Linked DNA regions of Mus musculus: all the other regions are linked to region 5. A link is a contact called in public promoter capture Hi-C data. All regions are on one chromosome and are shown on one strand. The core of a region is the stretch at or near the end of the contact, and the rest is flanking DNA. Distances in the headings are between cores, read along the strand shown.

Region 1 (5,468 bases), core at 1,318-3,817, 1.1 Mb before region 5:
GCAGAAGGCACACACTGGGTAGAGAACATAGTCCTTTCTTATACAATATTTGTTGCTGGGCAGGCAGAGCAAGCAAGTGGTTTAACAAAAGCAAATCAGAATGCAGTTATAGCAAGGCCATACATAAAGTTTAAAATTAACAGAGACAAGGGTCTAGGTACAGGCAATTAAATCAGTAGTGATTTAAAACGTTATCTCAATCCTGTTATCATGCAGTGCCGAAATAAGACCAAGAGTCTACACAAACCTTATCTCTTCTCCCACTATCTTACTTACCCTTTTCCCTAGTTTACACAAGATTGCAAGGAACATTTTTTGCACTCAGACCTTGACCATTTGTAGCCTCTAACATTTCTTTAACAATATACATTTTCAAAGATTTCTTATATTTAATTTGTATAGGGGGTTTCTACATGTGAGTGTGGGTGCCGATTGGGGTCAGAACGTGTCCCCCAGAGCTGGAGTTGTGGCTTTTTGTGAACATCCTGACAAAGGTACTGGAAACCAGACTTGGGTCCTATGCAAGAGCTGTGCGGGTCTTAAGTGCTGAGTCATATCTCCAGCCACAACACAGACACTTTTAAAGTACCGGTACAAAACATGTTTAGAAACTCCATTTGAGACCTCTCTGTCCTGTCATTCTAAATGTCAATGAATGCAGTTCTTCAAAACTTAATGGAACCTCACACACTCCCACACCCCCACTCTCATCCCCAGCACACTCACAATACTAAATACTGTGGTTAGAGATTTGTAAACACCCCCAGGCTAAATTCCTGCCAAGGTCTTTCATTGCTTAGGTTTCAAAATGTTGACCCATGGCATCAAAGTACGGTGTGTTTTTTGAAAGCCCATTTTACACCATGCTGCACTTTCCTCTGGAAACATTGCATAACAAAGGCTCTCCTGAAGGGTTAGAGATCCATTTCCTCACGCTCACCCTGATAGTTAATATTTGTGGCTGTTGTTAATTATGCTAACCTCCTAGACTGGACATGACTATTTAGTTTGGTCCCTTTTAACTTTCGTAAGTTAACTTACAAAGCAATAGGTTTAAATGTGGCACCTTCCTATGTCCGCCCTCAGACCTTGTTCTTGCTCATCCTTAACTTAGTTTTGAGACAGAGCACTGCCCATTGCACCTCCTCTCTTGTTGACAATTTCTGACCTTTGTCCTTTTCCCTGAAGGGCTTTCTTACTAAATGTTCTTATCATTAACCCTTGGTAAGATTTATTATTACAATATTATATTTATTATTATTTAATACTTAATTTGGTCCCTCTTAACTTTCATAAGTATTTGGGCCAAATTACCTGTTCTGTTTTGTATATGTAAATGCTTTAATTGATTTTTCTCAATGACAATCAGTATTCTGAAACCTTCTCCGCCTATTTGACTAAACATACTTTGATGAGCTATTAATGCCTCTTTCTAACACAGTAGTCGTGAATGATCTATGTGAAGTCAAAATTATCTGTAAATTGACAGAGTCTCGGATATTTTCTTGTTAATGTGAGAAAACACCTAGCAAAAAGCAAAATAAGGAAGGAAAGTTTTACTTTAAGCTTGCAGTGCAGAGAAGTTCAGCCATCAGGATGGGGAAGGCTTGGAGGTGCTCAGGAGACAGAACAGCATATCTAGTTGACGCCACCACCAACGTTCTGAAGCAACACCTTCTCACATCCCCACAGGCAACAGGTTCATACTGGGGTAGGGACAGATTGGATGAGGCAACCGCCATCCAATCCCAGGAGAGTCGGACGACCGACGGCCCTCCCAGAAGCCCAGGATCTTGAAAGAGACTTCCGCGCTTGTTGCAAATACATTGCGTGGGCATCCACAGTCTATGAGCCTGGAAGCTCTTCTTCCCTCCCTCAGTTTCAATGGGACAGCATGAAAAGATTATGGGGGCAGGCTGAGAAGTAGAGAGGCACCTCAAGGGACTTCCTGATACTCAGTAATGATTCCATTAATTCCCATATCGTGATAATCACGTTAATACCCGCAAACAAATGTAGCTGTTATGAAGTCACAGTAAAACCAACTAGTGGGGTTCAATCCCCCAGCTCTGCCAGAAGACAACCCCTCCCAAAAATTCTGAAAATGTTCTAAAATGTTAATCGAAGTAAATGCCCTCATAAAATGGACACCAAATTACCTACCCCCTCAAGGAACAAGATAACAATCAAGAAACAGCCTATAATCAGAAATGGGAGAGAAAGTTTATTTTAAAACCCTAGGATAAAAATCACAGATTCTGTCACGTTTATAATATCGTTCAGCACATTTACACGCGTCTTGTTTTTGAACACTGGCTTTCCAGACTCCTTTCAGGACCGTTATTTGGATCTGGCTTTCCCCAAGCCTTCCCAAGAGCTGGGAAATTGGTAGATCCAGGAAGGAGCCTTGACAGGCAACTCACCCAGAAGCCTCTAGGGGACGCGGGAGTGCCGCATGAAGTAATGCGCATGTTCCACCCGCTCCGGCGGACCCTCCCTCTCGTCCCTCCCCTTCTCGTTTCCACCGGAAGTGCTCCCTGGGAGCGGCGGCCGGAAACGCGGGCAGGATCGGTTGCGTAAATACTTTTGAAAGACCCTATTAGCGCGCGGGGCGCCACGTTTGATCTGTGGACGGGCTTGGGCGGGTGCAGTGCCGGGCAGAGAGCCACGTACGCCATGGAGTCTATGGGTCGGCAGGACCGCAGGCTGCATCAGCAGCTTAAGGAAAGCAGTAGCCGCTTCCAGACGTTAATGAAGCGGCTGATAGCGAAGGTAGGCTGGGACGGCGGCCGAGGCGGGCAGGGCGCGGTGGGCGGGGATCCAGCGCCCCGGAGTCTGACCAGCTCTCCCTTCCCCGCAGTACAACCAGCCCTTTGAGGACGACCCGTTGGTGGAGATGAGGACGTTAACCTACGAGACGCCCCAGGGTACGAAGCCCTCCCTTCCTGTTGGCACTGGGCCAGAACAGTGGGCCTAGAATTTGCAATGCTGCATTTGTCCCCCTTGCTCCTAGGGACCTTGAATCCCTGAGTTGCTGATTTCCAATTTAATTTCTCTGAAAGAAATGCCTGGAGACACAGTGCAGCCTGGTTTTTTAAAATGCCTGGCATGGAAGTTCGAGCTAATTGATTAGCGGTACAAGTGACTCTGTAAAATAAGGATGTTGACAATCATGGGTAAGCCGTATGGTTGTGTATAACATCACCAGAGTACCTGTCAGGCCATTGGAACAGCACCCAGGACTGCTCCGCTCTCATGGGCTTTGCTGTATAAATGTAGACCCATCTGTTTTGGACAGTCCCCATTATCTGCCACCTCTGACGCATTTTATTTAATGTTGTGAGTGTACTTACTACCTTAAACCTCATCGGTTCTCTAACTGGGATAAGTTTGTTATTTGATGAGGTCGTATCCTTCCCTAAGACCCATCCCTGATGTTTGTCTGAATTTATTGATAAAATCGGATTTCGGATCACAGTCTGCCAGGGGTCTACAAGTGCAGTCTGTCTTTTGTCTTATTGGCTGTTCAGGGCACGTGTTGGGTAAGCATTTTAAATAAGCAGAAACTGAACTAATTCTACAAAGAGGTTGCTTTTCTCTGGATGGGATCAGGACACAGCAATATAGGAATCCATAAGTGTGCTGTCTGACTCTTGGCTTTTCTGTGCTCTTGCGGCTGTTTGTGAAGGGGTAGGCAGTGTCTGGAGTATTTTGGACTGCCCATCTGTCTTCAATGATATATTCTGTCAGTGATATATAACTGATGTCAGTTATATGAGAACAGTGAAGTTGCTGAAGAGTTTGAGACTATACAAGTTGGTATAAGAGCCCTCCCTGAGGTCTGGCCAACACATAGACACCTAGGGCTGCAGTTGTCGGTTAACAAATCTATGTCCTAGCAAGCTTGCCATGAATCCCTCATCTTGTTGATTGTTCTGAGAGACACGTTTTTGGCGCGGCCTTTCCTAACATGCAGTAGACTGAAGTCCAGATTTAAGGTGGAGACTGGAGCAGAGAGCTAACTGCAGAGAACAGGAGGGAATCATTTGTGTGTGTTGACAGTTCACCTGGGCATGCACTTAGCACGTATTGTAGAGTTCAGTTTCAAACATGCAACATTAGCACTTTATGCGATTAAATGTAGAATTCCACGGAGAGGGCCATTCAGCAAAGCCTTGATTTGACTTAGCCGTTGTAGTTGAGCATCAGTGTCCTCTGGAAAGGTCATGTCCCACAGTGGTCAGTGCTATCAGACCTCCCAGAATTCACATGCTGGTTCCACTTCATGAGCAGAGAGCTGGGTTAGTCATCTGAACTTTCCTCTTCGCATATCTGTCTGTACAGTGGACATGGTAAGTCTGTCCTGTGGGCTTTTAAGAGGGTATGGGAGTTACATGCCACACGGGTTGCAAATACGAAACGGTGTGTCCTTGCTAAAACCTGGAGCATAGAGGGTGCTGTGTAATTTATTTTTTCTGTTTCTGTTATAATAATATAATCTGAAATCTCCAGACCCACCATTTTTCTAAGTAACTTGTGTTTTCCTTGAGGGATTTAGAAGGACTGAGTGTACCTCACTGGTTCTGCTAGCTGGGGGGTGACGGGGCTGATGCGCTCCTTCAAGCTCCAGAGTTCTCTGTACGTGGGCTTCTCTGTCCTGGGCTTCTAGATCGCCCTAGGAAAGCACTGACTCCCAAGATGAGGTTAAATGTATGCTACGTGTCTCCCCCTACCTCCCAAATATATAACTTAAGAACAGTATGTATTTGGAATATGAGCTGTGTTAGCCCCTCAGGTACATGGTGGAATTGGGTGACCTGCTGCCTTCTGGGTAGGAGAGACTGCCATTAGTGACAAGTTTGTCCAATCTTGGTTTTTTTAAAAACTTTCTCCTTCACCAAACTGACTGACGGCGCTGCCAATGCCTGGATTGCTCTGAACGCTTGCTTGCCTTTCGCTTCCTTCGCTTTGGTTTCCCATCAAAGCGTTTTAAGCGGAAATGCGAGCATTTCAGATTGCTTCTTCAATTGTCACCTTTGTTTCTTAAGGGTTGAGAGTTTGGGGAGGAAAGCTGATGAAGAAGGAAGACAAGGAATACACTCAGGTATTTGCCATCAGGTTTGCCGCCTTCCTGCTTTACTCTAGTGTGTTGGTGGGACTGCATCCCAGCGCCAGAGAGCCCGGAGGCCGGTGTGCTCTGTGATGGGATGACCTCCTCCTCTGCCCTTACCCCTCCTGTGTGAAGATAAACTGAGAAGTGTTTCTTCCACCTCCTGGCTCTTGTCTGCTATTTCTTCATCATAGTCCACAGCAAGCCATGTGTACCGATGCTGGACCAGCTTGGGGACTCTCAGGGAATGTCCTAGAGGGAGCTCCTTAGTTGGGTCCTTACCAAAAACGCCCAAATCTCATTTCCTTTAAGAAAAAAAAAAAACAATGCCTCTTTTCTTCCTCTGTAACCAGGATGG
Region 2 (5,510 bases), core at 392-2,891, 1.1 Mb after region 5:
AAGTAGGAGAGAGGCCGAACAAAAAGTATAGCATGTTTACGATGTAATGGGAATGAGAAATGCTACACAAAGTTCCCAAAGCAAATTTGGAACTAGAGGAATGAGCTTAGACAAAGTATTGGGGAAAAAAAAAGAAAAGTCTTGAGGCTCATAGCCTAGGCAAGAGACAAAGGTGGCCTGGACCACATTCCAAATGAGGTGGCTATCTCTGCGTCCACCCTAACAGTATTCTATTAAGCACCCACACAACTATGATCAGTGAAGCCACCACTTTGAAGACCAGTGGTAATGGCGGGGCCTAAGCCTATTCTTACAAGTGGCAAAAAATCTAGTATTTTCCTCCAGAGCTAATTGGAAAAAAGAAAAGAAAATGCTTCTTTTGATGGGAACTAAAATTCATTGCAATCATCTGTCTCTATCAGGACAAAAGTCTAACTTCAAGTCCAAACACTTCTTCACGTGTTTAAAAATAACCAGCACAGAGTGTAGTAGTACACTACACATTTTTAATCCTAGTATTTAGGAAGCAGGGGCAGGAGATCTCTGTGAGTTTGAGGTCAGCTTGGTCTACACAGTGAGTTCGAGGACAGCTAGAGCTACACAGTGAGACCCTCCCCACCGTACAGCATACTGTCTACTGAGAACCCGTTTGTTCAAAATCAAATACTTGTAGAACAAGTACAGAATAGGAATAACAACCAAGCAAGGGTACGCAAGCAGCCAGGGCTGAGAAAGCATCGAGACTGGGAACAGCTATACGCAGTTCAAGTCTGTAGTGGGCTTGAAAAATCTCCATGTAGAAGTTCATCTCCCTCCACACCTTCCCATTTCAAAAGCCATTACAAGTATCTACCATACAAGTGTGCGAAACCTGCTTTGCAGTCCTGAGGATCTAAACACACACAGTAAGGTGGCTCTCCAGTCAATGCTGCCTTCACTGAACGAGGTTCTTAGGTGAATACGGTAGCACCAAAAACCCAGCCACCTCAAACCTAATTTCGGACTTCCAGGAGAAGATATCTCATGCACAAGCCAGAAGCACTTAGTGTAGCAGTTAGGCTGCCAGGCCAGGACCTGCTATAAGATGCTTACGATGACACCGGGGCCCATCCCAAACCGAAACACCTGCGGGGAAGGATTGGGGGGTCACTCGACCAAGAAGCGGACAGAGAATAAAGGTCCAGCGACCGCCTAGGAGCCCGGTCTGGTCCTGGAACGGGGGTGTGGCTGGAGAGGGACGGCCGGGTGGCTACCTGGTCCTATTCCTACGAACCCCAGGGGCCTGCAGTGACCTGGCCAGTTTCCCAGCCCTCGATCCCCGAGGTGGGCCTCGGGCAGAGGGGCCTCGCAGGCCGGCGCTCGACCCGGAGGTGCCCAGTCACCCGCCCTGACTCAGCTAAACGCCGGCGCGGCGGCGGCTCCTCACTGGGGCGCCTGCTCCCGGCAGCACTCACCGGCTGAAGTGATCATGGCTGCGCCCTGCACTCGCCGATCCACTCGTCCACAGTCCTGGCCAAGCCCTGGATCTGTCAGCTCAGGGCCCGCTTGCTCTACCGCACCTCCAGGGTCCCGGGTGCGCTGCTCAGTCAGTCCCCTCCACAGGCCGCCGGCTCGCTTCTAGCCGAGGACCCCGCCCGCCCTAGGGCTGCCCGCATCTCCGCCTGAGGCTTGGCTCAAATTCACCGCCACGCTGTGTCTTTTATGCAGCTTCCGCCTCTCGAGATCATGCAACAAGGTAAAAAAACATGTCGTTGTTTTTTATAACTCTCCGTGAAGTCAGAGATCTGGCCGGCTGCGAACGGACATTCATTTCTAGTTGCAATCAGGCTTCAAAATAGACACCCTTGCAAAGAGAGGCCCACTCATCACCCGCCATTGCTAAGAGAATGAGTGTTAGGGGAGGTATAAGCATTGCTCGCAGCGCCACCTAAGGCTATGGAGGTCTCACTGCAATAATGCCCACCAACCCAAGACTACAGGGAAGTATTTTCTTAGAAAAGCGACTGAGGCAGAAGGATCTTGAATTCGAGGCCAGCCTGGGCTATAAAAGATCTGCTATCAAAGTAGGGGAAGGTGGTGGTGGGATAATGCTGGAAAGGCGACTTGGTCGCTTAAGTGGTTGCCATAAAAGCATGAAGACCTGAAGTTGAGTTAGGATTCCCAGTGGCCGGTGTAAACCCAGTGCTGGGGGAGGTGAAGGCAGGTGGATATCTGGGGCTTGCTGGCCGGCCTGTGTAGCCGGTTGGTGAGCTCCTGGTCTAGTAAGAGACTCTTGTTTCCAAAAAATAAAGTGGCTGGGTGTTGTGGTTCACACCTTAATCACAGCACTCAAGAAGCAGAGGAAAAGGCAGGAAGATCTCTGTGGATTTAAGGCCAGCCTGGCCTACAAGTGGGTTCCAGGACAGCCAGAGCTACAAAGTAAGACCTTGAGGAGTGTGGGGGTAGGGAAGGAAGAGTGGGAGAGCAATTGAGGAAGACACCCAATGTCAACCTCCGGCCTACTTGCGTATATGTGTATATATGTGTATATACATATACATGTGTATATGTTTGACACAAACTTGCCTCCATGCCTGTGTCTTTCGTACAGCCTCATCCAGCGAAGGCCCCCCTCCCCCCAAATATGAACATACACAAAAATAGACTGTCCAGGTGTCAAACATGGTGGTACACCCCTTGGGAGGCAATGGTAGGCAGATCTCTGTGAGTTCCAGGCCAGCCTCATCTCCATAGTGAATTCTAGTGAAGGAGGAGTCAATTGTGAGACCCTGTCTTAAAAAGGCTGGGTTGGTGGCAGTTCGGAGAGTTGCCTTTAGTGGTTAAGCTTCCAGAGAACCCAAGTACAATTCTGAGCACCCACATCGAGTAGCTCACAACTACTTGTAACTCCAGCTCCAGGGGGTTTGATGCTCTCTTTTGGCCTCCACAGGTACCTATACTCATGGGCACATAGACACACACAAATAAGTAATAAATACCTCTTTAAAAATAGAAAGCCTGTCTCTAAAATACAAAAACTTCACAGTACTTTATTATGATAATGAATGAACTAGTCTATCATAAATAAACAATGAGAATGGGGTGGGGGATCCTATACAATAGCCCAGGTGGTCTGCAAGCTTTCTTTGTAGCTGGGAGGTCCTGGAACTTCTGATCAAGGTCTGATTGGGGAATGCGGGGGATTACAGGTGTGCACCACAATATCTGTTTTTTGCAGCGCTGACAACTGAACCAGGGTCTCATGCATGCTAGATAAGCAACACTTTAACTGAACTACATCCAGAACCCCCATAAGACTTAAAACTTGACACCTGGAACTGCTAATACTGTACATTTTACGTTTCAAAAGGCAGAAGTCTGGCCGGGTGTGGTCGATCATTCAGAAGGCAGAGGCCAGGGAGCTCTGTGAATTCAAGGTCAGTCTGGTCTATAGTGAATTCCAGGACAGCCAGTGCTATGTAGAGAGACCCTGTCTCAAAAAAACAAAACAACGGGCTGGTGAGATGGCTCAGCTGCTCTTCCGGAAGTCCTGAGTTTAATTTCCAGCAATCGCACATGGTGGCTTACAACCATCTATAAAGGGATCTGATGCCCTCTTCTGGCATGCAGGTGTACATGCAGACAGAACATTCATACATTAAACAAATACATAAATTAAAAACACAGAAATATTAAAAAACAAAGCAAAAACAGAAGTATGTGATAATATATAGGAAAAAAATGTCAAAGGAAGAAACAATGCTGTATATTCTGTTCTCCTCCTAGCAAAAAGTTCCTAATGTATCTTCAGGATTTTGAAATGACAGTTGTGACTTTTACTTACTCTCTTCTTTAACTAAAAAATTATGTATATGGATGATGTATGTGTGTGTCTGTGTGTCCATGTGTCCGTGTGTCTGTGTGTCCGTCTGTCCATGTCCCTGTACCACATGCATGCCTACTGCCCTTGGAAACCAAAAGTGAGCATCAGGTCCCTTGATGGTTGTAAGCCACATGTGGGTGCTGGGAACCAAACCTTAGTCCTTTGGAGAGCAGCCGGTGCTCTTAATCACCGAGTTGTCTCTTTAGTCACTCTCAGGTAGCAGCTTCATCAGTAGACTTACTTCACTAGTCAATGCAGAGAAAATTTTGACAAAGGTTAGTGGTAAACAGTGATCTGTGTATGATGGGGAGTTACCAGGAATCGAATCCAGGGTCATGGTCCGTAATCACTTTAACATCTAGTCTTAGCCCTGGCCAACAGTTCTGTTGAGCCATTAGCTTCTCACCACCAAGCTGTTTGGATAGCAGTGACTGAAACCTATTTCTGTGGCCTTCTCAAAATCTAACATAGTGAAACAAAGCAGTGTTTTGCAGTTGCCAGCAAATTAAAAGTGATTGGTGACATACTTGAGTGTGTGTACTTTTTAATAATTTAGTACTTTGAAATCATACTTGCAAAAGGCAAACTCCTTTAAAGGAGTTGAGCCGATGACTCAAGTTGAAAGGCGCTTACCAAAGAGGAGTGCATAAAAGATAAGCAGATTGAGTGTCTGGGGTACACTTCTACAGAGACACCTTCACATAAAGACCCCTAGGAAGTCACAAGCAAATACCACAAAGTCATACAGGAGTGAAGTGAAGAACCAGCCTGCCTCCATCTTAGGCTTCAAAGCCATCTTATAGTAAAGACAAACTAGGTTCCCTCCTGTTTATGATTAAGCCTGTTTCTCAAGGCTTTGCCCGACTTGTAACCTTAACTACAAATGGTTCTGTGCCACGTTCCTCCTGTATGGCCCTCGACAGGCAATCATGTCTTTGTTTCAACCATCTTGCAACCCTTCCTGTGTTTCAAAAGGTTATAGGACCACCTATGAGTACCTTGTTATGACTAGCTGTTGCTATGACTACCTTGTTATGACTGTTGCTATGACTACCTTGCTCTGCCCACCTTTGTCTTTGTCTGAGGAGGTCATCAGGACTGACTTATTATAATGTTCTGTTCCTGTGACCCCCCCTCCTATTTTGCCCACCAAATCCCCTACCCCTGTGCTGTAGAAAGCCTTGACTTCCCCACATCCAATGCTGACCTCTCAAACCCTGCCTTAGGGGGAGCAAGCCTGTGGACACAAATACAAAGGCTTGCTTTAATTAATTGCTTGCTTTAGTTAATTTGGTCATGATGATTTGGGTCGGTGGTTTTTCTCCTCCCATCCTCTGGATTAACAAAAGCTCTATGAAAAACAACCAACCAGCTCAAAGGCCTTCGATCCAGTTCAGTGGTAGAGCCCTTGTGTCACATGTGTGAGAGGTCGTAGCCCAAGTCCCTACCTAATACTTCAGAGAAAATCAGAGCTCAGGTGCTGGGAGTGCAGCTCAGTGTAGATGTGCTTGTTTAGCATGCTCAAGGCCCTGTTAGATCCCCAGCACCACAAAAGATAAGGTGGGGGGAGGGTGAGAATCCATAGACAACGACATCATCCAAGGCAGTAACGGGGAGTAGAGGGACCCCTGACAAATAAAGTGCGAAT
Region 3 (5,002 bases), core at 175-2,674, 1.1 Mb after region 5:
GTACCCACCCAGAGAGACTTGGGAAAACACCTCTTCTGGCCCATTACTCTCCAGTCGTCTGTGCTGTGGATTCCCAGAGGAACTCCCCACTGGTTGACTTCAATGTCCTCTCACTGATGCTCCTGCATCAGAATCCCCTTCATAACTCAAGGCAAGCATTGTGTGTGGCGTTAAGCCCCAAGATGCCTGTTAGACAGCCTGGTTCAGACAGGCCTGGAGCTGGATGGAAAGGGATTCAGGGAATCCCAGGTCACCATCTCATTAGAAACAGAGTAATGGTTTGAAGAAAGGGGACGGTAGGAACCACACTGACTAAGGCAACGTGTCAGGGTACCAGGAATTCTGAGTTCATGGAGGCTATAAGGATGTACATAAGATGACAGCCAGTTAGTTAGCAGCACTCCTCCATGGCCTTAGCATCCATATCGGCTCACACAACCGGGATCCTGTCCTGCCTCACTTCCTTTGATGAACAAAGATGTGGAATCTTAAGCAAAATAAACCCTTTCTTCCCCTATGCTGTTCCTGGTCATACTACTTCATCACAGCAAGAGAAACCCTAACTAGCACAGTTTCCCATCTCATGGGCAAACTCACAGTCTCTCCAGAGCTAGGATTAAATCTATGCTGATATTTCAGGAGAATGTGCAGGAGTTGGGCCTCTCCTTCCGAAGTGTGGTTCCTGGCGTTCCAAGTCATCAGGCTTGGTCAGCAAGTGTATATCTCTTGTGAGTTCAAAGCAACCCTTGAACCCTCTGTGTTGGATGGATGTCCTGTCTCCTTAGCTCAGTTAACTTAGACCAAACAACCTCTGGGCTAAGGATCTACCTTGTGAAGAAAGAAGTAAACTGTTTGTAGTGTTTTGCATGCGGTGACGATGCCATCTCTCCATCAGCGAGAGATTCAGGCCTACAGCTGGCTGGATAAGGAGAAGATGAATTTGTCCTGCAAATAACATGCTTCCACTTAGATTCAGTGAAGTCTGAGAGTGTCCTGGGCGCTGGGAAGGAAGACTACTAATAAACTATGGGGGCGGGGGAGAAAGAGAGAGAGAAAGAGAGAGAGAGAGAGAGAGAGAGAGAGAGAGAGAGAGAGAGAGAGAGAGAGAGAGAGAGAGAGCGCTAAATGCCCCAGGCCACGAGATCCTGCTGCAGATGCTCAGCGAGAAGGCCCGGGGCCACTCCAAGTCCACCCCACCGCAGCGCAGCGGAGTCGGGGGCTCCTGGGGGGAAGCAATGGGATGCTCAAGCGGCCGCCTCGGGCCCTGGCCAGGAAGGAACCGGGTCCGACAAGGCGAGCCCTCCATGCAATGATCCCAGGGCTGTGTCAAGGGTGCAGTCGCAAGGAGGGCCGCGCTTACCTGCTGCAGGGCTCTGCGCTCACTCCTCCAGACCGCCAGCTCGCCGGCCGTCACCCGGGCAACCGCTACCGCTAGCCGAAGTCACGTGAGGCGACTCGGCCAATCTTGCTGGGCGAAGACGACGTGGAGCATCCTGGGAGGGAGAGTGGGAGGTACCATACGTGGTGAGTACCGGAAGTGAGGCCGTACAGGCGTGTGGCGTGCGGGTGACTTTAGTCTAGACTGCAGACGAACGATAACTCAGATCTGCCTATGTAAGATCCGAGCACCACACTTTCACCTACGACAGAGTCTTCCGGGAAGTATTAGAGACACTTTTGTCTTTCCCGTATGAATTTAGGTTTGTAAAACAAAACAGATTCGGAGGCCAGCGAGATGGCTTAGAGCTAAAGGCGCTTTCCTCCAAGCCGGACGAAGGGAGTTTGATTCCAGGGCCTATTTATTTAGTAAAGGAGCGTGCATTAAATACTACTCAGAATTCTGGCCAGCCCACTGCCCTGCGTGTATTCAGAGCTACTACTCTTTAATCTCTGGTCCAAAGTCAGTGCTTAAGGCCAGAGAAAACCCTTCCCTTCCCCTCGGAGTGCTGAGGCTTTGTGGTAGAAGTCTCTATAGTACCACTTTCCAGGCCTTCAAAACGTGGGAGCTGCGCGGGGCGTGGTGGCGCACACCTTTAATCCCAGCACTTGGGAGGCAGAGGCAGGCGGATTTCTGAGTTCAAGGCCAGCCTGGTCTACAGAGTGAGTTCCAGGACAGCCAGGGCTATACAGAAAAAAAGAGGTGGGAGCCTCCCAAGGCTGTCCAGAGGACTTGAGAAGGGAGGTGCCCTCGCCTTTGAAGAAGGAGGAGGAGGAAGAGGAAAAAGGAGGAGGAGGAGGAAGAAAGAAGAAGCAGCTGCTCTAGGATGGGCAGAGGCCCTGTCTCCTGAGCTCTCTGCTCTGTCAATGCTCTTTGAGTTAGGATGTCTTCTAACTAAGGCTATATTTAGGAAGAGAGTACTATGTCCTATGTCCTGTCCAGGTAATATAGCTTGAAAATAATTTCCCCTAGAAGTATTCTCAGTTAACTGTGTGCCAAGTGTTATCAGATGAAATATAGAACAGCCAATTTTATTTACATTTCGGATAATTTTTATTTGCTGAATACGCCATATTTGTGCCCAGCATCATTCTAAGTGAGTCACATAGGTGCTCTGATTGATTCCTGTGTCTCCAGGATGAATAACAGGCGGGCTCTGTGTTTTATAGGTGAACACTGTTGTGCTTTTCCAGAATTCTGTGCACCTGCAAAACTGCTGCAGTCAACACCCTTGTTTCCCCAAATAACTCATCTTTTGTGTTCTGGGAAGGACCCATAAAACTGTCCACTCTTCCTCATGAATCCCATGCAACTCAATTCCCAGCTAGCAGCTGGTCCTCTTGTTTACCCATGGCAACACCCATTCTGTGTCTCCTAGTTGATTAGTAAAATTTAGAAACAAAACTCACTCCCTGAAACCAGTCAGGAATAAACATTTCTGGGTCTTCTACTTGAGGGTTAAAGCATCCCAACCAAAAATCATCCCACCCTTCCTCTAAGCAGGTCTTAGATGGAGCCATGACTCTCCCTATTGCAATCACTTGGGGTGGCGGCGGGAGTGTGGGGTGTGTGTGTGTGTGTGTGTGTGTGTGTGTGTGTGATCTTCTTAACTGTCCAGGTTGTGTCTTTGACAGAATGGACTACATGATGTAGAGCCCTCTGGGGCTAAAGAGATAGCTTGTTAAGAGCACTTCCGGAGGACAAGGGTTCGATTTCCAGCACCTACATCGAAGCTTACAACCATCTGCACTTAAAGTTTCAGGATATCTGATACCTTCTTCTGGCCTCCAAGGGTACTGCATGCACTAGGTATGAAAACAGACATGCAAGCCAAATGAACATACTAGTATATAAATAAAATAAAATTTAGGGATAGAGAGATGACTCAGTTGTTAAAAGCTTCCAGAGGACCCAGATTCCATTCTCATAACTTTCTGATGGCTCACTGTCACTCCAGTTTCTGGGAAGCTGATGCCCTCTTCTGGGCACCACAAGCACTGCACAAGCATGGTACACAAACAGACAAGGACACACAAAGATAAATGAATGTAAATATTTTGTTGGTTGGTTGGTTGAGACAGGGGTTCTCTGTGTAGCCCTGGCTTTTGTGAAACTCACTCTCTAGACCAGGCTGGCCTCGAACTCAGAAATCCGCCTGCCTCTGCCTCCCAAGTGCTGGGATTAAAGGTGTGTGCCACCACTGCCCGGCAACAAATAAATGTTTAATAATAATTTTTAAATGTCTAAAAAGGGAGGAGGGTCCTCAGAACTCACAGAGCTGGGGAGAGCAAGCCTAACCCAAGCCTTTGTGCCTCTGAGCTCTGACCAGCAAAAACACCTCCAGGGAGCAGAAAGATGGCTCAGCTGACAAACTGGCTGCTGTATGAGAGTGAGGCTCTGATCAGTTCCCCATCACCCACAGAGAATCCGGGTCTGCTAGCGTGCCTCTGTATCCCCAGTGCTAGAGTCACGGGGGGAAGGAGGCAGAGTAGAAATGGCCCTAGAGCTCTGTGATGGTTTGTATATGCTTGGCCCAGGGAGTGGCACAATTAGAAGGTGTGGCCTTGTTGGAGTAGGTATGTCACTGTGGGTGTGGGCTATAAGACCCTCACCCTCACCCTAGCTGCCTGGAAGTCAGTCTTCTGCTAGCAGTCTTAAGATGAAGATGTAGAACTCTCAGCTCCTCCTGCACCATGCCTGCCTGGATGCTTCCATGTTCCCACCTTGATGATAATGCACTGAACCTGTGAACCTGTCAGCCAGCCCCAATTCCCAATTAAATATCCTTTATAAGAGTTGCCTTGGTCATGGTGTCTGTTCACAGCAGTAAAACCCAAACTAAGACAAGCTCTTTGGCCAGCCAGCCTAATCAAATTGATCAATTCCAAGTTCACCGAAAGACCTTGCCTCAAACAAACAAACAAAAACCGATCAAAGCTGTTTTTATGTCTGCCTTTGGCCTCCACATTCATCTGCAAGTACATGTACACACACACATAGACCGCACACACATACACACAGAAGCAAAACCACATGGAACCCTCCAGAGTTCATCGCTTCTAGATGTGTCTGCCTGACTGCTGGGATCTGCTCACTGTGTGAAGCATCCCTCTCCAGGTTGGCAACTAGAGATTCCGTGTAATCTGGCAGCAACCAGGTTGAGTTATAGCTGTCGTGGTTACCCTTGAGTAATCCTGGTTGGTTTCCCACAAATAGTTTCTCAGCATGCCATAAATAGTCAAATCACGAGAGTGGTATGTATGTAGACCTGGAGGACTGGACCCTGGTGCCAGGAATATGTCTGGCTCTTTGATACTGGCTTGAGATAAACCAGGTACATTCCAGCTCGAATGAGGTCACTTTGGTCCTGACCGCTGTATGAAGCACCATCAGTTGACCTGGATTGTAGGGCTCTGCCTGGGCTTGCTGCAATTCCTTCTTTCAGTAAATCTCCAGTAAGCTGAACTCTGTACAACTGGATCGCTCTGCCGCATTCTGTCACAGGGTACCTTGCACCAGCTCTCAAACTCCGGGACTGACTTGTTTCAGAACAGGAACACGCCC
Region 4 (4,937 bases), core at 803-3,302, 1.2 Mb before region 5:
TGTGACATTGTGGAATGCAGAGCTCAAGGAAAGACCATGGGGACTCAAATGATGGGGAAGAGCAAAAGTGGCTCAGGAACAGGCAGGCATGGGGTGGGCAACACAGAGACAGCTAAGTGCCACACTAAGCATCTGCTAGGATCACATCTGTGAGTGGCTAATCTTTAGGTGCCCGGGATCAGGCCCATATGACTATACCAAGATGGCCACATGTCAGATTATGTTGTGTCGGCCGTGGCTCACTGGTTACCTGTCCACAGTGTCCCAGGTTACTTCTCTCTGAATCTGTCCTTGTGCTCCTATTCAATGAACTGTTTCGTTCTGTAGTGAGCAATGGCTAAATTAAAAATGATGTAAACTATAGATCTGCAAGTTTGGCAAGGAGCTATGGGTTCTACAACATTCTAAGAAGATTGCATTCGGTGCCAACGGAATGTGGCCTAGGTGCTGGCATGAGCAGGGTGGGAGGGAGAGGCAGCGTCATTCTGATGAGGCTTTCTTCTAGAAGCAGCTTGACCTTTGGCTAGCAGCTGCCTACACCTGCCTCTAAGTGCCTCCCCACCAGCGTGCTCAGTGTGAACCCTGACAGTCAGGTGCTGGGTGGGGCTGGCAGCTCACTCTAGCTCAGTCTACACCTTCACAACCCAGTTATCCAGCTAGAAAAGGCAACCAAAGCAATGAAATTTGCTTTGCATTTGGGAGAAAGAAAACTTGGAACCAGTGTCTGCAAAAGGGGACCAAAGGGACATGTTTTACATGCAGTTGAGCTGGGAGAATGAAGTGTGTATGCTGTTGAGGAGCAGAGGAGCAGCTGAGTGTGAGAGGAGCAGCTGAGTATGAGAGGAGTAGCTGAGTGTAAGTAAGAGGTGGTAGCCTAGAATAGGGTGGAAAAGGGAGCAGCCAGTAGGAGCGGCCATGTGGCCTCTGTGTGGAGGTAGTGGCTGCTGACCACAAGGCTCTACTCATGTCTCCATGAGCTTGTCAGTCCTATTTCTTCTTCATGTCTGTCCCTACCTCCCTGTTAGCCCAGTTAAGCCTATAAGAAGACAGAGAGACTCCTCAGGGAGCAGGAAGGAGAAAGGCCTCTCTATGATCCTGTTCTGCTTCCCCCTCACTTTGGCCACAGTGAGTCACAGCAAGCCCGAGATAATGTCTCTTTCCCAAGTTCTCTAGGTGATCGGGAAACAGCACTATCAAGTCCACCAGAGTGGGTGGGTTTCATGGACTCAGAAGCCAGCGTTTCTTTCCTATAAACACTGGTAGCCCAATGCTGAGTGGGGAGAGAGTCTCTTTCTCATTAGGCAGCACCTCCCAATCAAACAGCATCACAAGGACTTCTGGGATCTTCACCCCAAACCAGGACACACACAGAGAAAAGCCGAGGTCAGAGGGAAAACACAGAGGGAAGAATCAGATGTCCCAGGAAGCTTTGACAGCCTCGGGACAACAACAACAACAAAATGTAATTAAATCTCTTCTCAGTCCAAAAAGTCAGCATGGAAGAGGACAGACTGTGATCATTGTAAACAGAAGAATAATCTACTCAACAAAGTAGGTGAAGTCAAGACGGGGGCGGGGGTGGTAAAAAAATGGCTCAGGGAGGTATCTCCATTCACTTACTCTCTTCAAGGAGCTCCGGGTCGCCCGAAACAGGTAAGGACTCAGGGACTGCGAGTTCACCTTTGCCACTGAGGCACTGAGAGCTTCCTGCAGAGAGGAAGGGTCGTAGTCGTACACCGGGAAACCTAGACAGCAAACACACAGGCCACAGTGAGAGAGAGATGAGGCACCGAGAGGGCTGTGATCACCTAGGGCAGGTGGCCAGCGGTGGCATGTGTCCTTTACCTGTGGCACACCAGTAGTGCATGCCCAGCACCAACAAAGCCAGCGTCTTCAGCATTGCCTGCTCCATACTGAGAGGATGGCGACCCAGAGTCAGGGAGACGGCCTCTCTCCAGGCTTCTGGATGACAGCTCTTTCAGAGGGTGGCTGTCTTATTCTTGTCACCTGTGACCTAGCTGCCCTGGCTGGCTGGAGCAATCTGGAACCTCAGTAGAGATGATTGATTCCGGTGTCAATATTTACTGCTGACTTTTCCTGTGGAAAAATTCCAGACTGAGGCCACTTTTGAAGTTTGGACCTCTCCGAGGGACTTTATCCCACAGCAGGAGACATTCAGAGAGGCTTGGGTCTCCCTGTATAATGTTTATCTTCTCTCTTTGCATTTTGTTCTTTGGGGGAGGGGACATAATTGTGGACTCAACAAAACGGTGACTTTAAAGCTTGTGCATCTAGTCCTTTCCCAGGTCCTCAAAATCCTTCACCCTCCACCTCTCAATGCCAGAGTCCTCCCTTCCTAGAGACTGCACTCACGCGGAGTGATTTTCCTGTTGGCTTAGCTCTGCCTGCCACCTCCACTACAGAGGCCATGGTTCAGAAACCACAATGGCCGTGTTTGTGATAGGGAGAGTAATGAAGCATGCAGCGGATGAGTGAGTGTATGAGTGCACCAGGTCTCACTCAACTGTCTTTCAGGTCTTTCATTTGAAGCTGGCGCTAACTTCTGGTGTATAACAAGTACCCAGAGCGTAATACCACAAGACAATGACCACTGGAATTTGTAATTCCGTTACTTTTAACCTGGTTTGAACTCAATTCCATTAGAGTCTTCCAGATTGAACTAATGTCACCATCTGGCTCCAAACGCTCTGGACTCATTAAATGAACTGCAGTAATAAAAGCAATTGCAGATGAGCGGAGGAGATGAAGGGAACAACAGCATCCTGTTGCCAGCACTGAGCTATTGATTTTGCTTGACGTTTGCTGGGGTGAGGGAGGGGGGGACCACTGCATTTCTCAGATTCTCTTGGCTATAATTAAGTGTTAGCACCAGGCGTGCAGGGTGGGCTCTGATGGAAGCTAGAAAGCAATGACTTTTAAAATGCCCCTGCAGAATTCCATCATGTCTTGTAAACCCAGAAGATTAAATATAAGCCATCCAGTCACGCTCATGCTATGGTGATTTCTTGTTCTTCCTCCGGTTTGCAGAAATGTGTGCCTCCATCATCCCAGTGATTTTCTGCTATTCCAGCCCCCAAATACTCGGTCAAAGTATTCAAAATTGGGTGGCAGTAAGTGAAGCATTGTATAGCCCTGCACACAGTCCCTGGAAATTTATATAAAGTACATCACAGACCATTTAACAGGAGTACCTGGGAACACACTGAGCAAGAACCGATGGGCTATGGCTGCATCGTAAATGAAGATGCATTACTTTCCAAGGTCATTTCCTCTTTCTCATCCTCCCCATCATATTATTTGCACTGGGGTGGGATCACTAAATTTAGAACAAATGTAAAAATGGAATCTTCAACTGATCCCTAAACCACGAACTTCACAGCTGCCTTCTGATTTCTTATAGCATCACGATTGCTAAACTGAGCTCCGTCACTAAGAGTCTGCTTTCTGTCCTCATCTCAGTATTTCTGGGTTCTGGAAACGTCAGTGGTGCCATCAGAATAGGCATCATGCAAAGACCCCAGATAGCTTCAGCACCACCTAGGACTTTCACTGAAAATGTGTACCTTCCAGACCCACCCAGAAGGACCCAACAGAGACTCCAGAGAGAGGACCAGTTGCCTTTATTTGACAAACCCTTCTCCCACCTCTCTTTCTCTCTCCCCCTTCCTCTTCCTCTCCCCCTCTCCTCCTCCTCTCCCTCTCTCTCCATGTGATTCAGATCCACACCCATGCCTGAGAAATGAGAATACATACAGAACAGAGATTCTCAGCCAGGGAACTTTGCCCCTGTGAGTGTTATGGCTTGAATATGAAATGCGGCTCCCCACCCCACCACTCCGTCCCACTGCCATAGACCCTTGGTGATGCTATTTGTTTTGGGAGGCAGGGCCTGCACAAAGGAAGTGTCTCAAAGGTGGTGGACCCCCAAGGAATACTTCCTTTTTAGCTCCTTCTGCTTCTGGTCCCCTTGACAGGGACAGCTTTGTGCCTCCACAGTGCCCCTGCCTCTGTTCCAATTCTGATGGACCATAGGCAATTTGGTTTCTAAGAAAGTGAAGATTTTGAGAAAGCTTCCTGCTGTTTGTTTACACCGAAGCCACATCATTTTACCTCCCTGTGAACACTGTTCCGAGGTTCTGGTGTCCACATTGAAGGTGGGCTTTGGGGTTTCAAAAGCCCAAGCCTGTCCCAGTGTCTCTCTTTCTCTCTTCCTGCTGCCTACAGTTTTGGATGTAGAACTCTCAGCTATCTCTTAGCTCCATGTCTGCCCGGGTACCACCATGCTCCTCGGCATGATGAAAATGGACTAAACCTCTGGAACTGTAAACAAGCCGCAATTAAATGCTTCCCGGTACAGTATATGCTGTGGTCATGTGTCTCTTCCCAGCACTAGAACCCTAAGACAATAGACAAGCAAATGTGAGTCACAGGGTCCTAGTGACAGCCACAAAAGGACATGTACCATTCTGTGGACAGTGTAGCCAGGATCACAGACCACACATCACGGCCATGGTACATTTGGGAAAAATTGTAAAGTGGATGTCCTGGGAGGATGAAGACCCGAAGAAATTTAGCTGTGCAGAGGTGAGATTGGGGGTGGGACAGGGAAGAGCCAAGTTCTCCCTCTCTGCAATCAGGCAACAAAGATCTGGAAGGTCAAGAAATAGCAGAAGCCTGCCATTTGAAATATGAAAATAAAAAGCAGAAGGAAAAACAAACAAAGTTGTTTTTTTTTTTTTCTCAAAAGTCATGAGTGGTGACTTCAGCTCCCGGTTAACATGTGGTAGGCAAGGATTACTGTTTCTTAATAAGCCCTATATTCTTGGTTTTCTAAAATAGGTTAAGCATTATTCCTTTTATGAAACAAAGCTGAGGTTGACTTAAATATAGAATTTACACATAAGCATCAAGAGAAG
Region 5 (5,172 bases), core at 1,209-3,708:
ATCACATGGTAGCTCACAACCATGTGTAATGAGATCTAATGGCCTCTTCTGGTATGTCTGAGGACAGTGACAGTGTCTCATATACAAAATAAATAATTGAAAAAAAGAAGAAGAAGGAGGAAGAGGGCATTAAAAGACCCTACTCTTTACAACAGCTCATAGTTATAAACAATTAAACCACCCAGCAAATGTTGATAAAGACACTTGAACAAAGTAGAAGAGTGAGCCTGAGCTGGCCCTTTAGGCTATCTTGCACTAGTTACTTAACCTTGAAAAGCCTCATTTTCCTTAACTATCAGAAAACATGCCAAGATCTCTTTTGCAGAGTTATTAGGAAGAAGCTAGTGGGAAATAGAGAGGAATATAATACATGCAATAGGGACTTGGGGGACAGCTAGAAGAAAAAAAGCGAGCTAGAGAGGGACCACAGCGAGTCCAGTGGGGGCAGGGAAGAAGGAGAACAAAGTAATGGCCTGAGTATGAAGGTGTCCTAATAGAACCTGCTACTTTCTATGCTAACCTAAAAAGTTAGGAAACAAATCCACAGGGATGCCTCTGGGTGGCTGCAGTGGCTAGACTAAGAATGACCACCATAGGCTCATATATTTGAATGCTTAGTCACCAGGGAGCAGAACTGCTAGGAAGGATTAGGAGGTGTGTGGCCTTGTTAGTTAAATAAATAAGTAAAAAAGAAAAAGAAAAAACTTGTCATAAGAGTTGCCCGGCCGGGCAGTGGTGACACACACCTTTAATCCCAGCACTCGGGAGGCAGAGGCAGGCGGATTTCTCTGAGTTCAAGGCCAGCCTGGTCTACAGAGTGAGTTCCAGGACAGCCAGGGCTACACAGAGAAACCCTGTCTCAGACCCCACCCCCACCCCCCAAAAACAACAACAACAAAAAAACAGTTGCCTGGTCATGGCATCTCTTCAACAGCAACAGAACAGTGACGACGACAGTGGCCAACATAACCATCCTTATTCAAGACAGGCAACCTAAAAACTATCTTCTTAGGATGCAGTTTGATTTGTTCCAATAGGAGAAGAAGGGAGGAAGGGCTGCAGGTATGAAGCTAGGTATTGCAGGGCCTATGACAGGAGACCAATGGATCTCTATCCTGCTGGACTCTGCTAATAAGCAAGGTGGAGAAGACATCAGGTCTTTTCTCAAGAAGCAGAGCTCACTCAGCCACCATGAAAACCTAAGGAAGAGCTGGCTGTACAACTGGAATCCCCATCCCAGTACTTCCTGAGTCTGCACCTCTGAACTCACTGTATTGAAAACCTGCAGCTTCACCACCTATCAGTGAGTCCACTTTCCCTTCACAGCTCATGCTCAGCATTTTACACAGTACCTCTAAGTATTGCAGAGCGTGATGTGGTCCTTCCGGTCCTAACCACTACAGAGGTGAGATCGATGGCTCAGACTGGAGGACTTTTGTACTGTCAAACAGCTGGTGGGCTTAAAACTAAAAATGTAGGCCTTTGAATGATAAACCAGATTTGATCACTACAAACCATAGAGAGGAGGGAGCACTGCAATCTACCCAGGGATACAATTCTTGTGAAACACTAACTTAAGTGGGGCTAGATGAAAACGAAAATTACTTTTAAATGCTAAAAGATTTAATCGTTAGGAGGGGAATGTTCTCACCCCCCCATCCCCCACCCCAACACATATTTCTTCTCTGTACTTCCCAACTGTTCGCTGCGGGAATTGGAGATGAATGCAGGGGTGGGCAGCCACTAAGAGTTGAAAGACAGGGACGGGGTGGGGGATGAAGGGAGGGTGGTGGTCGGGGAGGAAGCAGGAAGAATCTCAGATGAAAAGCATTCCGTACTCGAGAGGCCACAGTACTCAGCGCGGCTGCCCCATTACCTCATCGCAGCTGCCCAACTCTACGACACGGGCTCTGTTACCGTCCCCGCTTGCAGAAGACAAAATCGAGGCTCGGAAGGGAGAGGTGACCTTCCCAGGACGCCGAGCGAGTGCGGGAGGGAAGCCGCGTTCAGAGAGAAGGCAGCAAGGCTGCGGAAACACCCGAAGCGCTGAGGTCCCGCCCCTCCACGCCGCCGGCAGCCCGCACCCACCAGGGCGGGGCGTCCGAAAATCTCCTTCCGGGCGGCGCGGCCTCCCCTCCCCCGGCCCGTGCCGCGCCGGGGTCCAGCGGCTCAGGGGTCCCGGCGACCTCGGCCGCGCTCTCCCGGCCCCGTCGGGCCCGCGGGCGCAGGAAGGCTCGGGCTGCGGCGGCCCGGGAGCGAGCGGCTCGGCTGAGGGCGCGCCCGGCCCCGGCGGGAGCGGTCCCGGGGGACGGTTGGGGGAAGGGGCCCCGGGGTCGGCCACGCGCCACTCACGCGTCGAACTTGTTGTTCATCCTCTTGCCGCCGCTGTCGCCACTGCCTCACGGAGTGACTTCCGCTCTACCGGGTCCCATCGCTAAGGGCCCGGCTACTTCCGGTTGGCTGGCGAGGCGCTCAGCGGAACGTCAGTGCTCAGGCCTTGGGCGGGGCCTCTTTCCCGGACGGGTGGCCCGGGACGACAGCGCTTGTTCCGACCGGGGCTGTCTTGGTGTGGCTGCTTGCACTGAGCATTGTCTACGCAGGCTGCCGGCCATCCACTTTAACCTCCCCGTGGATTCCAGGGGGAAAATGTCAGGCATAGTAACCTTTAGTAAATGGTATTCTCTGGCAGTTGATCCTTTGCTCTTGGTGTTTGGAGAGGACGAGAGAGCACTACAAACAAACTTGCAATTCTGGCTCTTGGGAAATGGCAGCAGGAAGATCCAGACCTGCCTAACCAACATAGTGAGTTCGAGGACAGCCTGGGATACATTAAGACCTTCCCTATATATTGGGTGAAGTGGGGGGTGGGGGGAGTCGAACCAGGGTGACAAACTTACTGAGGACCGAGATGGTCTCACTCATCATTGCCTCCTCAACTGAAGTCATTGTCCCCACACTCCTAAGGACTGTCCAAAACCACATCACATACACAGGAATAAATTCCCTAGTTGGTGATGTAACTCCAGAGCTATGAGGCACGCATTTTCCTGACCCATCTGCTGAACATATTACATTGTTAGATGTTTATTTTTAATCACCAGAGAGGAGGGGTAGAAATTGATGTTCGTGCCTGTATTTACAGGTGAGGAAAGTGTCCCAGGACTGGCCCGTGGTTGTCCCCTGGTCACTCAGCAAGGTCACGCTTTTTCTCCTCAGGAAGACCTCAGGGGATCATCCTATTGCCTGGCATGTAAGGGAGGCTGAGGAAGCTCTCCTGTCACACCCAGCCCAGTGGCTTTGGGCCTAGCCTTGCAAGTACTCTGGCTTTTGAGAAGAGAGAGGACGAAAGGAATTTGCAGGGCTAGGAGTCTTTCTTACAGTGTCTGAGATTGGATCAGAGATGGAAATTTGAACCCTATAAAGGAGTGTTCTAGAGAGTTCCTCTTACTCTGGACCCCAGCTTGCTCATGTGAAATGTGGGTCAGGTGAACAGGGCCTTTTTTTTTTTTTTCCGAGACACGGTTTCTCTGTGTAGCCCTGGCTGTCCTGGAACTCACTCTGTAGACCAGGCTGGCCTCGAACTCAGAAATTCACCTGCCTCTGCCTCCCAAGTGCTGGGATTAAAGGCGTGTGCCACCACTGCCTGGCTTTGTTTGTTTTTTATTTTATTTTATTTTATTTTATTTTGAACAGTGCCTCTTGACTATCCATACTGTGAAGAATTTCTAACAATGGGGGGGGGGGAGATAGTAAAACTCAAGAAATCCTTTGTGATCAGTGGGGGTGGGAGGAAGTATTACATTAGACGAATGGGACGTACTGCTGAAGGTACACATTTGTGCTGTGGCATCTAGAAGAACCTTGCTAGTTAAAATGGGTTACACTTTTAAAAATTCTAGACCTCATAAAAGCCAAGACTCTGTACTTAGATCCCACACCCCTATCTCCATAAAAAAAAGGCTTTTTTTTTTCTATCTTGTGTATATGGGTGTTCTGTCTGTGCATATGTCTGCACTATATGCATGGGCGTTTTGCAAAGCCAGAGGAGGGTGTTGGATCGCCTGCAACTGGAGTAACAGATGCTACATGGGTGCTGGAAACCAACCCAGATCCCCGGGAAAGTAGCCAGTGTTCCTAACCACTGAACTATCTCCACCCTCACCCCCATCCTTTTTTGAGACAGGATCTCACCATGTACACTGACCTCAAACAGATGGATTTGTCTCTGCCTCCCTAGTGCTAGGACTAAAGGCCCCACCACGTCCAGTTCATGTTCTCTGCAGTTAAGAGAGTTCCCCACATCCCTTACGAACCTTCTAGAGAAAGTTCACATAGGGAAGATGTTGGAGCTGGGAAAACAGCTCAGTGGTTAAGAACACTTGCTGCTTTTATAGAGGACATGAGCAACCCACTGTCTGGTTGCTCATGACCACCTATAACTCCAACTCTAGGGTTCTGACATCCTCTGCCAACTTCCAACAGGCATGCTCACTCATGTGCACATAACCCACTCCCAATATATACATACACACATATGTACGTACATACATACATATAGTTAGAAATAATAGAAATAAATCTTACAAAATGGCAGGAGGAAATTTTCTCAGGCCTCAAAGGGTAAAACCTTGCCCAGTCAATGACATCAGGAAAGGCAGAGCTCTTAGGGCTTCAAAGTGACCTATCAGAACTGCTCAAAGTCATGTGACCATACCCATCACCAACCACTGCAGAAATCCCCCTCTGTCTCTTTATTTCTCTATCTTCTCCCAGGAAGCCTTGGGTATTTCCCCAAGAGCACACTCAGCATCAACACGGGATACAGCTCTACAAACAGCATGGCCCTCATAGCTGACTCCAGGGCCCAGGAGGGATTGGTTGGCTCAGTCTGGCAAAGGCAGGTAGGGGCGGGGGTCTCCGGGGAACGGCAGGTCAGGCACTTGGTTGTAGTGGGCCATGAGGAAGATGCCAGCAGTGCCACAGATGAAGAGGGAGAGCATGGCTAGGAAGCAGACTCGGTCCAGCACTCGGCCCACCAGCAACCACTCCTCGTTCCCCTGAGGGCAACAACACATTGTGTGGCAGGGGTGTGAGCAGGGGCAGCAGCCAGCCTGGCTCACTCTTTCACTGTTAGGTCCCCAGCTGGCCTCCATTCTCTATTCAGCCTTCTTA

What was found. Promoter capture Hi-C pulls out the DNA fragments that hold promoters and counts their contacts.
Region 1: a contact with region 5 is called in a promoter capture Hi-C map of pre-B cells, with 3 times the contacts expected there. The contact joins the promoter of Hjurp here to the promoter of Eif4e2 in region 5. A contact is called at or near these places in 2 of 39 promoter capture datasets (erythroid cells and pre-B cells), 4 of 484 Hi-C or Micro-C datasets (CD4 T cells, CD8 T cells, the HPC-7 cell line and 1 more) and 1 of 115 datasets of contacts at active chromatin or transcription factors (thymic regulatory T cells).
Region 2: a promoter capture Hi-C map of pre-B cells shows a contact between it and region 5, with 7 times the contacts expected there. The contact joins the promoter of Psmd1 here to the promoter of Eif4e2 in region 5. A contact is called at or near these places in 3 of 39 promoter capture datasets (liver, neutrophils and pre-B cells), 2 of 484 Hi-C or Micro-C datasets (CD4 T cells and pre-B cells), 1 of 115 datasets of contacts at active chromatin or transcription factors (embryonic stem cells) and 1 of 9 other capture datasets (liver).
Region 3: a promoter capture Hi-C map of pre-B cells shows a contact between it and region 5, with 10 times the contacts expected there. The contact joins the promoter of Armc9 here to the promoter of Eif4e2 in region 5. A contact is called at or near these places in 2 of 39 promoter capture datasets (liver and pre-B cells), 2 of 484 Hi-C or Micro-C datasets (CD4 T cells and pre-B cells) and 2 of 9 other capture datasets (liver and macrophages).
Region 4: a promoter capture Hi-C map of liver shows a contact between it and region 5, with 7 times the contacts expected there. The contact joins the promoter of Spp2 here to the promoter of Eif4e2 in region 5. A contact is called at or near these places in 3 of 39 promoter capture datasets (hippocampal neurons and liver).

Annotation. Positions count from the first base shown.
Region 1 is chr1:88,274,678-88,280,145 of GRCm38.p6, reverse strand. Hjurp (Holliday junction recognition protein) reads left to right here and starts at 2,567. Exons shown (of 8, transcript NM_198652.2): 1 at 2,567-2,772; 2 at 2,861-2,927; 3 at 5,049-5,104. The coding sequence starts at 2,677.
Region 2 is chr1:86,060,750-86,066,259 of GRCm38.p6, reverse strand. It overlaps Psmd1 (proteasome (prosome, macropain) 26S subunit, non-ATPase, 1), which reads right to left and starts at 1,641. Exons shown (of 25, transcript NM_027357.2): 1 at 1,455-1,641. The coding sequence starts at 1,470.
Region 3 is chr1:86,151,202-86,156,203 of GRCm38.p6, reverse strand. It overlaps Armc9 (armadillo repeat containing 9), which reads right to left and starts at 1,424. Exons shown (of 25, transcript NM_030184.2): 1 at 1,361-1,424.
Region 4 is chr1:88,404,125-88,409,061 of GRCm38.p6, reverse strand. It overlaps Spp2 (secreted phosphoprotein 2), which reads right to left and starts at 2,052. Exons shown (of 8, transcript NM_029269.3): 1 at 1,846-2,052; 2 at 1,621-1,745. The coding sequence starts at 1,912.
Region 5 is chr1:87,211,200-87,216,371 of GRCm38.p6, reverse strand. Eif4e2 (eukaryotic translation initiation factor 4E member 2) reads right to left here and starts at 2,458. Exons shown (of 7, transcript NM_001039170.1): 1 at 2,353-2,458. The coding sequence starts at 2,372. It overlaps Chrng (cholinergic receptor, nicotinic, gamma polypeptide), which reads right to left. Exons shown (of 12, transcript NM_009604.3): 12 at 4,537-5,057. The coding sequence ends at 4,884.